Linked DNA regions of Zea mays: region 1 is linked to region 2. Evidence: chromatin contacts called from public Hi-C data. All regions are on one chromosome and are shown on one strand. The core of a region is the stretch at or near the end of the contact, and the rest is flanking DNA. Distances in the headings are between cores, read along the strand shown.

Region 1 (2,865 bases), core at 354-2,853, 140 kb before region 2:
AGGACTATAAATCTAACATAATTGTATTAAATTTAGATGTCCCCAACCTTTCCTTGAAAAGCATCCCAAATAATAGTTGCCTCATGATCTGTGTACATTACTATTGTAATTTTACAAACAAGTTATTTGAATGACACAAGTTAGTTGTAAGAATAACACATAAATACCATGCAGGAGATATAGAAAATAAAATTTCCTCTCAAGACAAAAATATTCATGCGATATTTAAAAAGGAAAGTGATTCTCACTAAAGATAAAAATGAATCAACATAACATTTGTTCTATGAATGTCATTATGCTCGTTTCCTTTAGCGTGCAGTCCATGGTGTAATCATTTCTACTACATATTTGGTAGTTGATCAAAGCACAATGTAATCTTATTGAATAGGACAATAAGATCTTCATTGGATAATTTATTAATAAGGAATGATACAATGTTTAAAAATAAAAACGATTTTGCAGGTTCTCAAGGTTCAGTTCCAAACATGGATGTTTCATGTGTGTCAGTCATGGATGATCACAAACATGGATGTTTCATGTGTGTCAGTCATAAAATCCTATGTCATTGAGTCCTTCACATCTTATGGATGACCTTATTATTTTTCGTTTGTAATAATATTGTGAGACTGTTGTAAACATTTAAAGTAGGTACATTTGAGTAACTTTAAACCACATCTAAGCCAAAAGTTTCTAATATCTAAAAGAGATCTTTTACAAATTACAGTTATAGAAGAGGAGATAGGAGATTTTTTTGTAGCATCTTCATCTTCTAAGGGCTTGTTTGGATGCATTCATTTTTTATGAAACTGGTTTGTAGAAATTAGAGTGGTTCCAAACATTTCAGTATATATCCCAGTTTATAGAAACGGTATTCCCAGTTTCTTAAAAACCAAGAAGCTACTCCCTCTAGCTAAAACCAGCTTTTGTTTGTTTAATTTCATCATGTCCTTGTCGAATTCATAGAATTTACATCTATTGCCACCATTTTTTTAATTAGAGGAAATATATGTTAGTAATTGTGTATAAAAAACTAGAAACTGGCTTATTATAAATTGAGTTCCAAACACCTCCACCCAACCTGTTTTTATAATCCAGTTTCTAAAACTGAGAATAGAAATTGTTTTATTTAAAAAAACTGTTGTGTTTCCAATCTAGCACAAAAACCCTAAAATTGTTTTTACAATGTTATTGTCTCTATAGATTATAGCTACACTAGTCCAAACAGTCGGTTTTAATCCGATGCGAACTTTTTAATATAGTAAATTGGATAGAGCATGATGGTGTTGTACCTCCTTTGTTGAAATATGTGTTGCACTTCCCGCACCGGTGATGAGCGTAAGCTCGTGTTCAGCGAAACCAGAATCATAAATATAGGTAAATAAAGGAAAAAAACCCTAAAGGTTGATTTGGTGACAACAGAATCACGTGAGGATTGAAGGGCCCGTGATCTCGGGTCACCAAATCAGCCCTAAACGTCGGCATGACCATGTTCAGACTTGTCCATGCCGCGTACCAAAAAATCCGCCGCATTTCCCCAAGAGCCGGGCTGCCTGATCTCACAAGTCACACCAACGATTTGGATCCTGAACCGGCCTCCGGTTTCGGATTCCAATTCCACCGGCCACCCCGAGCCCGATATCGTCTTCTAATCTCATCCGCTCCGTGCCGCACCGCAAAACGCAGATCCCTGCCTGCACACGGCATCCGGAGTTCCGGACTCCCCTCCTCTTCTCGGGCAGCCGGGCGCCGCTTCGCCTCCTCCTCGCAGGCAAGAAGAGCAGCCAGCCGCTTCGCGATCGGGGACGCGGAGAGGGGAAAGGCGAGTCGTCGTCCGTCCACGGCAGCTTCCCTCCCTCTCCTCTCCGCCCCCGCTTACCTAGCCCGGCCCCTCCTACGCCCCCCCCCTCCCGCCGCCGCACGATGAGCACCTCTCCGGCCGCGTCCGCCGCCGCGTCGCCTCCGCCGCCTATTGCCTCCGCCGCCGAGGCCTCGCGGGCGACGGAGACGTTGGTGGTCGACGAGAGGGTCGCCTCACACGTGGACCCGTTCCTCGTAGAGGCGCTCGACAACCCTCGCCACCGCCTCATGGGTACGTGCCGAGCCGCCTTATCTGTTCGCTCACCACTTTACATTGCTTCTTGCGCCTGCGATTTCGGTGTCGTAGGATCATGCTTGTGCGGATGTGATGGTCGCTGTGGCTTCGCGTCGGTGGGCGGTGGGATTTGGGCTGGGATTCTCGCGCCTTGTCTCTAGGGTTTGGGTCTGGTGCTTCCTCAGTGCGGAATTGGGGATTATAATTCCTTTAGGTTTCATTTTATCTCGGGTAACTGCGGGATAATAGCCTAGTAGGGAAATTGTGGGGATTCTTAAGGATTAAGTTTCTGATTTATCTCTGCCTTATTTAGCTCGTCTGTTGTGGTGGCTTTTGCGTCTTGCTGATGCTGATTATGCTTCCGGTTCTTTATTATGAGCCACAAAACAATATTGATCGGCAACCTGTAGTTTTGGCTCAGTTTTAGGCTTACAGTTGGTTTAGTGTATCGAAAATTGCTCGTAAACTTGAATGGATACGTCATTGTCGTGGTTGTAGAGGTTTTAACAGTAAGGAATCAAGTTTTTTTGGACAATTGTTGTAACCTCTACAACGGAACTAGCAGTGTACATAGAAAGGAGGGATCTGTTCAGTGAATTGAATGGTATTAACCAGAACAACGTGCTTTGAAATTGTATTAACCAGAACAATCTCCTCATTCTCCACTCTAATGCTAACATTTTCTCCCACCAGACTATAACCATATGATATTTCCCCCTTTTTTGGTTGCTTTCATGCCTTTGGCCCTGTTTGTTTCCCTCCTAGATTATATA
Region 2 (2,715 bases), core at 3-2,502:
TATCTCCACCACCCAATGAAAGTTGTCCTATAATTTTAGGCACGCGTCAACCGAGATTTGTTGTTTTAGTTAGGTCTCTCCACCGACGAACAATGATATATACATAGCGACAGCGACCTTTGTCCGGAGACACCCGACCCGACCCCTTCAGATTCTTTCCTTTTCATTCGCTGACAAGGACAGGACGGTTTGAGTGTTTGATTGATTGGCACCACAGCACAGCAGGATCGTCGTTCGTTGTTCCGCTCGTGGTGCCAATCTGCACTGCAGAGGATTCTCCAGACGACCAATCTGCACTGCAGGGGAATTATAGGAGTGCAGATTGGTCGTCTGGAGAATCCAACTCGCAAAAGGCATTCACTTTCACGCACATTAGAGGGAGCCTATCTGTATGTTTGGTTACCCGCATCATCTCATCTTGGACCACCGTATGCGTTGACTCTATCTGAGCTCATGTTTGGTTGCCTGCACAAGGGGGGCGCAGGCTGCATGAGCGGATGCAAAATAAGCCATTTTATAGCTATTTGGTTGCATCCACTCGTACGCAGAAAAATACCGTATCAGGTCAACCAGGGTCACCCGATCCTGCGCGTCCGGATATAGGCATCCAATCAGGCGATATATACATACGTCCAGTCTCCAGTCAAAGTAAACCGCAGCTTTCACTTGTGTGTTGGTTGCCGTTGCAGGGAAATAAACAAGAGAGCGGACATCCTCGCTTTGGACGGACGTGGAAAAAGTGGCATTATTCCCTCGGTAATCCCTCGTAGTTTATTCACCTCTCTCCTCTCTAGAGGAGGTGAGGGCAGGATAAAAAGTTGAGTGCAAGCTAAATTAAAGGCGTCGCCTAGCCCCGTCAGGGTTAAGTGCCTGCCAGTTTGGTGGGCATTTGTTTACCGCCGCTAGCTGGTCGCCAGCCATCGTCGCAGGCATGAGGCATGCTTTTGTTGATGCTCTCTTTGCCCACACTCCCAAACAGTGCTGGTGCTGGTGGTGATGGTGGTGGTTAGGATCGAGTATAACAGCGACAGCATGCAGAATCTAGCTAGTGCCAGTTCAATGTTGGAGAAAAGAAACAGGAGGATATATACCTACTGAGAAATACTATGGACACAATGTTGGGTCTAGGGTATTTTTTTGGCAAGAAATACTATGGATACAATTTTGCAGGCCGGCTGGTCTGGCTGTTTGCCCAGGTTATGAGACTGGGCTTTGCAGGCCCACAGGTGCGTTGAAGGTTTGGAGAGGAAGGAAGGCGAGCTGGAGAGGAAGGAAGGCGAGCCTGCTGGCCTTGGTGCGTGCAGTGTGCGGGCCTGGGCGCATCAGAATTACATATTGTTGTAAGGATTATTTCAGGAAATTCACCTCAACTCACTTATGGGATACACGAGGTAAGTGCACATATCAACATAAAACCCCACTTTTAACAGGTGGTGTTGACTCAACTGGATCTATATATTTGATAAAACCTTCCACGGAGGTTTACATATTGATCCTCAAGTTGATGCCTTCAAGACATACTATATGACATTTAGTTTTCCACAATTGTGGTCAATATTGAGCATTTGCTCTCCCTAACGATGACATTTATCAAAGCCGTTATCCCTCATAACTCAAACACATTCTTCAAGATAAGTGCCTCATTGTTCATCTGGAATAATAAAGATGGATGAGATTGGTGTGCTATAATTTTCTATCTTACACCATAATGTATATATAGTTGTGCAAATCAAATAACTTATCCTTCCAAATGTCTTAGGGAATAATATACTTGCAGTGGTACACTATAAATATGACTCATTGCTCCAGGCGTTCTTTCATTGTAATTTCTATGTTGGTGTAACAAAGGTCCATCAAAGATTGCAATCCTCAGGTATTCTTCATCAATCAGATACATCGTTATAGTCTGTTATTCTGGCTTAATGGGATATTTTGCCAGTAACAACTAAATCTTTCAAGTTTCTGCCATCATGGCTTCTGAGGATACTGTAATTTCACATCTGGTGGAATACATGAGTGTGCATATACCTAGTAAAATTCGTGCCATCCACATGTGCTTATCAGGCGAACTTCAAGTCCTTTTGTACCTTATCTTATTTCTTTTTGGGTATGTATGGGTCTTTATCCTTTTATAGGGGTTATCAAACTTTGATGTGAAACATAAACCTTCTTTCTTCTAGAAAGGTTCCATCAGCGAACAATAATCTCAACTATGAGGTATTCTGTCTACACAGGAGAGTGACCATTCATTAGGAATGTATTATCGGTATGAGATTTACATGTTGGGTACTTATAATTCAAGAATATGAGTCCTCCTAGGATCTCATGACGGATCTTCATAATCCTTTAACTACATATTTTAATTCATGTCATTTGTCAGATATTTTAAATAGTAGAACAATGTTTATTCAACACATATGTAGGGATGGGTCTCTCATCTTCTCTCTACATTCTTCAATTTGAGCAATACACTGCTACCAGAAAATGGCCCCTATAGCCTACAGGTACCCACTTGCTAGGAAGCTCGTCTTCTAATCGAACATCGTTTCCTTTGGGACTTCGTTGAACATGGGCTGCAGAGGAGCGGTCACGCTCTCGTAGAGTGCTAGGGAGGAGTGGGGATTGTGGTCCCGCAGAGGCACACCCAACCTTTAGAGTGGTGCGTGCGGAGAGTGGGGAGGAAGTTGGGCACGAGAAGGCCACAGACATAGTTGC

Evidence for each region. A called contact is a pair of places that touch in the nucleus more often than the background predicts.
Region 1: a contact with region 2 is called in a Hi-C map of leaf, with 4 times the contacts expected there. The contact joins the promoter of LOC100282422 here to the enhancer-like site in region 2. A contact is called at or near these places in 3 of 25 Hi-C or Micro-C datasets (ear, leaf and tassel).

The regions. Positions count from the first base shown.
Region 1 is chr8:107,131,258-107,134,122 of Zm-B73-REFERENCE-NAM-5.0, reverse strand. It overlaps LOC100282422 (nucleic acid binding protein), which reads left to right and starts at 1,603. Exons shown (of 4, transcript NM_001155333.2): 1 at 1,603-2,089. The coding sequence starts at 1,921.
Region 2 is chr8:106,989,663-106,992,377 of Zm-B73-REFERENCE-NAM-5.0, reverse strand. No RefSeq gene overlaps it. Among protein-coding and RNA genes, the nearest start is that of LOC103637156, 27 kb to the right of the region's middle. Within about 2 kb of position 1,252, at least 16 of the 20 cell types and tissues checked have an H3K27ac peak or open chromatin away from gene starts, as enhancers often do. A contact at or near this core is called in ear, leaf and tassel, where this site is marked.